Regions from separate parts of the Mus musculus genome. Here all the other regions are linked to region 1. A link is a contact called in public HiChIP or PLAC-seq and Micro-C data. All regions are on one chromosome and are shown on one strand. Each heading gives the region's core, a stretch centred on a gene start, on an enhancer-like site or on the middle of the called end of the contact. The rest is flanking DNA. Distances are from core to core; before and after follow the strand shown.

The links. Hi-C and Micro-C count contacts between places; a contact is called where the count stands out from the background. HiChIP or PLAC-seq counts read pairs in DNA pulled down with a chosen protein or histone mark.
Region 2: a Micro-C map of embryonic stem cells shows a contact between it and region 1. The contact joins two enhancer-like sites. A contact is called at or near these places in 4 of 484 Hi-C or Micro-C datasets (cerebral cortex, embryonic stem cells and liver), 2 of 115 datasets of contacts at active chromatin or transcription factors (fibro-adipogenic progenitors and neural progenitor cells) and 1 of 9 other capture datasets (embryonic stem cells).
Region 3: a contact with region 1 is called in an H3K4me3 HiChIP or PLAC-seq map of embryonic basal ganglia, with 2.8 times the contacts expected there. The contact joins two enhancer-like sites. A contact is called at or near these places in 1 of 15 datasets of contacts at CTCF or cohesin (embryonic stem cells), 16 of 484 Hi-C or Micro-C datasets (embryonic fibroblasts, embryonic stem cells, myocytes and 2 more) and 6 of 115 datasets of contacts at active chromatin or transcription factors (embryonic basal ganglia and embryonic stem cells).

What each region holds. Positions count from the first base shown.
Region 1 is chr1:75,660,998-75,664,103 of GRCm38.p6, forward strand. No RefSeq gene overlaps it. Among named protein-coding and RNA genes, the nearest start is that of Slc4a3, 120 kb to the left of the region's middle. RefSeq lists an enhancer at 1-2,257. Within about 2 kb of position 1,449, at least 35 of the 459 cell types and tissues checked have an H3K27ac peak or open chromatin away from gene starts, as enhancers often do. A contact at or near this core is called in embryonic basal ganglia and embryonic stem cells, where this site is marked.
Region 2 is chr1:75,886,939-75,890,044 of GRCm38.p6, forward strand. No RefSeq gene overlaps it. Among named protein-coding and RNA genes, the nearest start is that of Gm32622, 48 kb to the right of the region's middle. Within about 2 kb of position 1,618, at least 11 of the 459 cell types and tissues checked have an H3K27ac peak or open chromatin away from gene starts, as enhancers often do. A contact at or near this core is called in embryonic stem cells, where this site is marked.
Region 3 is chr1:75,803,026-75,806,131 of GRCm38.p6, forward strand. No RefSeq gene overlaps it. Among named protein-coding and RNA genes, the nearest start is that of Gm32622, 130 kb to the right of the region's middle. RefSeq lists an enhancer at 1-2,312. Within about 2 kb of position 1,641, at least 11 of the 459 cell types and tissues checked have an H3K27ac peak or open chromatin away from gene starts, as enhancers often do. A contact at or near this core is called in embryonic basal ganglia and embryonic stem cells, where this site is marked.

The DNA of each region.
Region 1 (3,106 bases), core at 199-2,698:
TCAGGAGAGAAACAGAACTTGGAATGTCATTTGCCATACCGATTAGCATCAGTGAGGAATCCTCTCTGTGGCTGTTTGCTTCAAAGCCTTAATTGATGGAAGCCCGAATATATGATCATTAACAAAATGATCTCTTTCCTACTATGTTAATAATCTTACTAAGTAGAGATGCTCCTTTAATTTCTTCTGGGATAGGTTATTTTCCTGGCACCAAGACGTGTTGGTTTGAGATTTTTGCCATCTATGTCAGCTGCAGAGGTGGTGCTGTTGGGAAAGTGCTGTTGGCTTAAGCGTGATGACGTGAGTGGGGATTCTTGGCATCCATAGTAAAATCTGAGTATGGTATTCAAGCTCCTGCAGCCCCAGTGTTGGGGACGTAGAGATATTATCCCCACTGCTTGCTAGCCAGCCAGTCTAGCCAAATCCGTGAGCTTCAGGGTCAGTGAGAAGCCCTAGCTCAAAAAATAAGGTGGAGGGGTTGGAGAGATGGCTCAGAAGTTAAGAGTACTTGGTACTCTTGCAGAGACCCAGGCATATGTTCCCAGAACCCAACTGGTGGTTTATAACCAGTTCCAGGAGTCTCTGTAGGCACCAGGTATGCAGGCAGTGCACACAGATGTGTGGAGGAGGCAAAGTGTTGGTATCATGACCTCCAAAACCTATGACATCACATAGGCGGGACCTGCAGACCCGTTGCCAAGGCAATAGCCACAATATTCCCAGAACCCACTTGGCCCACCTCCCACCTTTACCTGTAATTATATCATCACCCATATATAAAGAAAGGCCCCCCTCCCATCTCTCTCTCTTCCCCACTTCTCTTTCCTCCACCACCTTGCCCCTCTCTCTTTCAATAAACCTTATGTGGAACTATTTGGCCTCGTGTAGTCCCTTTTGAAGCCATGCAACATTCAAGATCATAACACAAAGTACCCGTACACATAAAATGGAACTAAAGAAATCTTTAAAAATAAGATGGAGACCAATAAAGGAAAGCCATATCAATAGAGGATGACACCAGCGATGACCTCTGACCTCCACATGCATCTGCACACACATACACTTAAAACTCCACACAAACACACATTAAAAGGAGTTTTTTTTTTTTTTTGCTACATATGAGACATATGAAGTTCCATTTTGGAAAGCTCTGAGCTTAGGCTGCTCAAAAAGACAGGACTTGAAGGGACTGTCTTGGCCCAGCTGTGGGAAGCAGTGTGTTTACATCAGAATAACCAGAGACACTGGCTCACGTGGGAATTGTATACCTGCCCCACATGTTTCAAACACGTCTACAAAAACAAACAGCTCCATCTTGGCAATTGTAGGGTCAAAATGTCACGTGTTAGCCTCAGTGGCAGTTTAGCTGACTGAGTCCTTAGGCAGTCAGCCCGATGTTGTTGAGTAAGACTATGTTGTGGCCACTTAGCCAATTCCACACCTGGAAAAAATAAAGACTCAAACAAGAAAGAGAGTGAAGTGAATTTGAAACCAGAGAGCAGGCTCTAGTGACAGTGTTGAGATTCGGAGTTCCTAAGCTGTCTCTACATTCCAGGCTGGGGGTGGGGCGGGGCGGGGTGGAGGGGGTGCATATTTGAAAAGCAGGCATCTTTTATGGGCAGAATCTTCTTAATCCATATCTCAGGGGCGAGATTAACGCCGTGCAGCACCCCAGATGGACTGAGCTTGCTGGAAATATGTTCTCATGAAAAGTGTCCCACCGACTGTGTCTTCTGTGTCTCTCTTAAGCCAGCTGGTTCATCTCTTGAAATTCGATATGCTCCCCACCCCGCCTTTCAGAGATGTCAGTGCACAAAAGAGGCCCATGAAAAGAAACAGCTGCACGGAGACCAGCAGCCGCTGCTGGAGCTGCAGATTGGAGGTGTGCACCTGCGTGGAGTTGGGTGACTGGCGATTTTTCAGAGGAGGGAAACATCAATGGGATGTTAGGACATGAAGGCCAGAGGGATGGATGACTCTGGGGTGGCACACTGGATACCCTGCTGCTCACCTGGAGGTCACGGGGATCACACCTGGCTTGAATTAGTCAAAAGGATTTCAGGCGAAGGTTAGTTGGTCATTTAGGAATGAAATGATTAGCTGGGCTGTAACAGTTGCTAATAAACAGATTGTCTACATCAATGACATCCATTCATCAGGACAGGGACAAATGGCATCCTGTGGTCCTCGTGGCAGAAGCAGGCAGGATTGATGAGACTGAGATGCATCCTGTGGAAGCTATGTCCTCCTGCAGAGGTGAATGAGCTGGAGGTGGGGGTGGAGATTGTGGGTGGTACTCAGACTACGGGGGGGGGGCAGGGGGAGGGGCAGACAGTAAGGGAGAAGGGTAATATAATCAAAGTGAAAAATGAAAGGTTTGGAGGATGAGGTTCTGCTGGAAGTGGTAAGATCGTGCAGTGTTCTGGCTCTACTGTGGAGGTAGAGCCAGGAGCATGCTCTGGTGGAGTAGCAGAGAGTGTGAAGGAAATGGGTCAGGGATGGGCCCTGAGGGTTTTGGTTTGGACAACTGGAAGGGCTGAGTTTCCAGCAACTTGGATGAAAAAGGCTTTGAATAGGGACAGGTTTGGAGGAGAACTGTTCACGTTGGCTCTGTCCACTATGATCTGAGTAGAGGGGCCGGGGAGGAGGGAACTGGGGGAGCTGGAATTTCAGAGAGAAAGAGGGAGAGGGAGGGGAAAGGGGAGGGGGAGGGGGAGAGGGAGAGGGAGAGGGAGAGGGAGAGAGAGAGAGAGAGAGAGAGAGAGAGAGAGAGAGAGAGAGAATGAGATAGGTAGGTTCTGGTTGAGAAGGAAATTTAGGAGTCAGCAGTGGATAGAAGACATTTAAAACCAAGGAGTGGAGTGAGATTCCAGGGAGCAGGCAGAGAAAAGGGTCAAATGCGGAGTCCAGAACCTTCCAGGAGAAGAGGCCAGTGAAGAAAGAGGCATGGCTATGAGGTAGGAGAAAACCTGAAACAATGTGGCAGCCCAAGAACCAAGTGAAGAGTCCTCCAAGGAGGAGGAAGAGGGCAGGTCCCCATGACAGTGGAGGATGAACACGGAGCCCTGATGGTTGGATTCAGTTACATCCATGCTACTAGTGACTT
Region 2 (3,106 bases), core at 368-2,867, 230 kb after region 1:
AATGGAGGGCAGGAGATGTGGGTCCTGTAGCAGAATTTCCCCCTAATTAATTGATTGGATAATAAAGAGGACAAGAAGCCAATCGTTGGGCAAGGAGGAGGAGGCGGGCCTTCCGGGTAGGCTTACATCTGTCTCCCAGCTTTGTCCCCCATTTGCTTGTCCTTTGACTTTGGACAACAAGGAATTGGCTCGGTATTTATAAACTAGACACATAACTGTTGGAAACAAATAAAAGGAACTTATTCTAAATATTACCATTTCATTTCCAGATTCCATTTAATTATAGAAAGAAACTAAGTTGAAGGTCCCAGGCCCTAGGAGAACTGGGCACTTCCCTATAGCTGAACAGCTTCTATTGCAAACAGTTGTCTGAGTCCAGATATCTCAGGGACACCTTGTAAGGAGACAGATGTCTGACTCCAGCCATCTCAAGGACAATTTCTCTGTCTTGCTGGCAGGGTCAACAAGTTCATGTTCCCAGGTGTAGGAATCAACACCTATCCCATTTCTCCAAATGTTTTCTTAATTTTGTGTTAACCTGTAAAGAATATAGACATTGCTGTTATCTAAACAAGGTGCATAAGTTGTAAAAATATATAACCAGTAGCCTGTTATGCCCTAATTAACTACATGCAGCTGAATCACTCGTATTGCTCTGAGCTCCAGACCTAACATCTAGGAGAATGAACCAAGGGCCTTGAAACCGGTCATCCTGGATATGGGTCACTCTCCAGTGGGTACTTCCTTGCTTAACCTGGAATGTCAAAATACAATTGGACAACATTGCAGCTCCTCCCAGACTCCCTTTGCTTTGTGTTCCCATCCTTTTAAAATGTTGTACAATCTCCCTTTGGGGATGAGGTTCTGATCCCTGAATAGGCCTTCACCTTGAGTGCTCAGAAAATAAAGTTTTCATTTTAAAGCTTCTGTATCTGAAGTGAGTTTTCTCAGCTTACACCCTGAACTCAACAATAACTAACACTAAATTAACAGTATATGCATAAATACCAGGGGAGGGACAGGGCACATAATAGCTATTTAACAAAAGGAAGCCAGTCATTTTTATACATTTCCAGTCTTCGAGAAGAAAAACATGGAGCTAAGAGCATGCAGACAGGTTGATTCTGTTACCAAGTGGTTGGGACCTTGGAGAAGCGAGAAACCTATGGGGTGTCATACTCCCAGCATTGATTTAATCAGCATACATCAACTGCCTCTTAGTACCCAAGATCTGTGGTAGGAACTGAGAATTGGAATGGGACTCACCCAGCTCTTGGTTGCCCATCAGCCAACTGAAGAAGATAGAAGTCCCACAGCCTTAGATAGGCATTAGAAGGATTGGTGATTTGTTATTGGAGAGCATGGGGGGCCCACAGGGCCAAGGTACATTAGTGTTTCCCCCAAGTCACAACACTTCAAGGTAGAAGCAGTTTGAGAGTGTTTCCATGAACTCTGGGGTGTGGTGAGGGGTGCGGTGGGCGAGGTGGGGCTCAACCCTGTCTGTGCCAGAAGAACTTTTGGGACTCTTGTAGTGAGGCAGAGAATCCCCCTGAGCATCAGGGCAGGAAATAAGGTTTCACACTGCTGCTACAAGTAAACTTCCCGTTGAAAATCCTAGACAGTTCTAATGCGTGTTTCCTTATTTGTTTTTTGCAGCAACCTCCTGGCCAAACTGACCAGCAGGGTGTCTGTGTTTCCTTTAAACTCCCAGTTTAAACCTGGCTTAAAGAAAAATCCTTCTTTTGTTAATCTCATTGTAATTGTGAAACACCGTGTTTGGGGAAGAGTTTCAAGGCAGAAATCACCTTGAGGTGTAGCTCCATTGTCTTTTAATTTAGAGCAAAAGAAATTCTTCTAGTTTCTCCTGTAGCCCGAGGGTGTTGGCATTCTCAGCAGCTTGCGCAGGAGAAAGGAGATCATGTTTTTAGAGGGGGCTTCTTTACCCATACCTTTTACTTCTGTACTGTTCATGGGAATCATCTTAAAAAAAGCAAACCATCAGTTGCCATTTCCTATTGTCTGGGGAAATTGGCACACATCTTTAGTGCTTAAAGAACGGTCTCTTTCTTGCTGCTTTGCATTGCAAATGAGCTTCAGTCCAGGGAAGGCCTAGGGGAGCCGAAAGGCACCTTTAACATTTGTTTTCCGGCTGCCAAGAGAGTTATGATGAGTTATTGAGTTCAGGGCGAGTGCTACCAAGGATGTCTGGGGATCAGAAGTACTGATTCTGGCTCCCTGGCTAATCCTGAAACCCCCTTAGAGAATACTGACCCAAAGGTACTCATGGCGCATTCTGGAAGCAAATGGGGGTAAGAAACCCTCTAGGAGGGGGGGGGAGAGAGAGAGAGAGAGAGAGAGAGAGAGAGAGAGAGAGAGAGAGAGAAGAGGGAGAAGAGGGAGGAGGGAGGGAGGGAGGGAGGGACACACAGAGACACAGAGACAGAGAGAGACACACACAGAGAGAGGCGGGTAGGAGTGTGTGATGCTGAGAGATTTAACATCCACAGTGGTAGAAACACCAAGCTCAGCGAAGCTGCTGCTAGTTAGCTCCCCCTATAAACTCGCGATGCTTCTGTTATTTTGTTGCTTTCCTGGAGTTTCTTCAGAATTCCGGAAGCCTGTTTCTTTCCACCCTTAGTCTTAAACACTTTCTTCTTCTAAAAAACGCTAGGATATCCACCCCCCCCCCCCCCGCGCCTTTTTTTAGAGGAGGTCCCTGTTAGAACCTGGACTGAGCAGGGGGCTGCAAGAAGAGCACAAATCCTATTTACTAGTCAAAATACCAGACCTGGCAGGTCCTTATGAAAATCAAGGGGACAAATTATGGGAATGAATCTTGAAATGTTGGTTCTCTATTCCTAGAGCTTCTGAAACAAAGGCCCATTTTCTCCTTTCATGTTTCCTGTACAGAGCCTCTGCTTACTCTTTTCACTATTTTGGAAAGTTTCAAACATACAAAAGTAGAGAAAATGGTCTTGTCATTCCTTAGGGCTCCCACTGTCTTTGTTCACGCCTCTGAGTCTTGCTTTCACAGGGCTTCCTTTACCATCCCTTCCCCCCATAGACTTCTAGGGATTGGCTGTCCTATTCACCTAAGACAAACTCT
Region 3 (3,106 bases), core at 391-2,890, 140 kb after region 1:
TCTTCTTTAATTCAGCTCAACAATGGTACCTGCTACTTATAATTTGGTGACTGTATGCAGGGCAGGCTCCATTTGCTTGTACAGCTGTATCACTCTGTTTTCCAGAAATGTCCATCTTGAGGTGCAGGTATACACAGCCACCATGTGTCTTTTACCGAGGCCTTTTGTGGCATCCCAGGTAACCATGCATTATTTCACGGGGTGAGCTGATTCTGGGCAGCATTACACAGTCTTTATGAATATCAGGTTGTCTCTTCTGCAAAATGGAGGCAACAGTAGCAACCCTCTGAGGACTGTTGCTCTTGTCTAAGGAAGTGCATCTCTGAAATGCAGAGGATGCTGGTGGTGGCTGCGCAGAGCTCTGCTTATTACTACTCGAGTGTGAGGCTCAGTTTGATTCCGGCTTCCTTCATGAACGTTTTCATATCCACCACAGCTTGAAGTCATCTATCCGTTCTCTTGAGGTATTAGCTGGGCCATTCATCTGGAAATTAAAACCACATTTCTTCACGGCTTGCTTTTTGTTGTTGTTTTATTAACTAACCCCGTGTTGTTAGTTAATTAAGTCTTCCAGTCTTTCCCATTTTCCCAATTTGACTTGAAGTCTTTGAGGATGGCAACTATGTCTTACTGGCTTTTATCCTCCCAAGATGTCTAGAATTTATCTTTGCAACTAATATTTGACCATACTCCTTTCTAGGACTAGGAAGCCCAGAGTGTCATTAGCACCTAGAAATGGCCATCTAGACCCTAGAATGTTTCTTCTCCTGGGAGCTTCAGTTCTAGCATGAAGATAACCTTGCATTTGTGTGCCCTCCTTTACAGACTCCTACAGGGTCGCTTTAAAACAAGGAGCAATAAAGCCCAATGTCTTCATCCCACAGTGTCAAGCAGAAGTTAACAGCAGCGGATACAAAGCTTTTAAAGAACAAACGAAGACGTGGAAACTCTCCTTCATTAGACCCTGCTCCCTGGTTGGAGGGAATAGAACTTCCTGCTTTTTGCCCTCTTCCCCCTTCCTAACCAAGTCCTGCAGAGGTAGCTGTGGCCCAGCCACTGCTGCTTACCAGATCCTGATCCTCAGGGATTAGGTACAGATGCTGCCACAGGACAGTCCCGTTCTCTCCTTATCTAAAACACATGTTTTCAGTTGCAAAGCTGGGGACATCACTAACGGAGCGAAGTATCTTGATATGTTGCTTGGTGTTCTGGAAAAATCTTAGCAGATTAAAAATTTTATGTAAGACTGGTTAGTATCTAAAAAATACACCCCTATACACATATTGACATACATCCCCCTTAGAAAGCGGACATAATGAAAAGCAGGGTTATCTTGTGGTTAAATGATCCAGTCTATATTTAGGGGCATGTTTCTTGGACAGGTTTCTTATTTTCTATATGAGTTCCAACATGAGACCACAAAACATGAACACTTACAACAGTTTCTGAGATTTTTATATTTCCCCCAAGTTCATCATAGGGATGAATGAAATGTGCTGGAATCTCAGTTTTATATTTTTTGGTAGAGAGCTGACTGAAAAAGCAGGCGCAGTAACCGCTTTTGAATGCATACCCAGTAGTAAATACTCTGAGCTGTTGCATTTGCATGTAAATCAGGGTTTGTCAGAGGATGGAGTGTGGCTCAGGAATTCAGCCCAAGCAACAAAGGCTCATTAGCAGACCTCAGTGTCCCCCATGCCTTGTCCTTGGGTTGGCTGTTCCCTGCCCTCTAATCTTGACCAGTGGCTGGCACTAGCTCTCAGGCTATTGTCCTGAGAGTTTATTTTCTCTGTTTTTGTTGTCTTTCTCCTTCCTTTATTCTGTTTTTTTTTTCTTGACTTTTTTTTCTTCATTTTATTTCTGTCATTTTATTCTGTCCTTCCTACCTTGTTTTACATCATTTTCTTCTTTGACTTCTTCACCCACCAGAGACAACTGTAACTAGTAAGTTATACATTGTGTAAGTGGTATACTAATTATCTGTTGTTTAAAAATATCCTCTGGGGATCTGGGATGTAGCTCAGAGGGAGAGCAGTTTGTAGCAAACCTTCGTGTGGTTCTCAGTCTCCTGTGTGTATGTTGTATGTGTATGTGTTGTGTTGTGTATGTGTGTATTATGAAGTGTGTGTGTTGTATGTGTTGTGTGTGTATGTGTTGTGTGTATGTGTGTGTGTATTATGAAGTGTGTGTGTGTTGTGTTGTGTATGTGGTGTATGTGTGTATGTATGTGTGTTGTGTATGAGGTGTGTGCGCTTATATCAAAATTGTACTTATATTCAAACTTAGGTTGGACATCTCTGTGCCTGGACAGAATATAAACAAACAGGTTTCAAACAACAGCGTTTTCTTATAAAAAGAAAAAAACAATAAATGAAAACAACCACAATAAAAAAGATTTTCTTCTTGACCAAATTTTAGTTGTGTTTTTCAAATGCTTTTCCAGCTAAGAATTGCTGTATTCATTGCCTATATGTGTATGGGGTAGGAGTGGAGTGGGGAGGCATGTGTGTGTATGTGTATACATGTGTGCATGGACCAGAGGTTCGTATCTGACATCTTCCTCTATCGCTCTCCACTGTATTTTTGGAGATCAAGGCTCTTTCTGAACCTGGTGCTCACTGGTTGGCTAGTGAGTGTCAGAGATCCACTTGTCTCGGCTCCTCCATCTTGGGGCCGTGGGCTGCCATATGCAGCTTTTTATGTGGTGCCAAGCACCTGAACTTAGGTCCTTAATGCACTAACCATCTTCCCTGCCCTGCATCGCCTGATTGTGTCAAGAATCTTACCACTTCAGTTTGATCAGATTTCTCCTGCCTACTCTCCACTTCTGGTCACTCTCAACGTCTGTTAGTAAAGATGGCATAGATAAAGGTTGTTCATCTCCCACCCCACCACCCCCAGGGTGATCACTCATCATCCTGGTCTGCTCTCAACAAGAATCTTGTTAGCTTAGTTTAAGCAGAACTTCCCTTCCTCGTGGACCTTGCATTCCTCTTCTCCTTGGCTATAGAGTCTGCTCACATGTGCTGGGTTCACACTCAGTTCCACTGAGTGCCCCTAACATCTCTCTCCTCTGTCACAGCAGTCCTAATTAAAATGGTTTAAC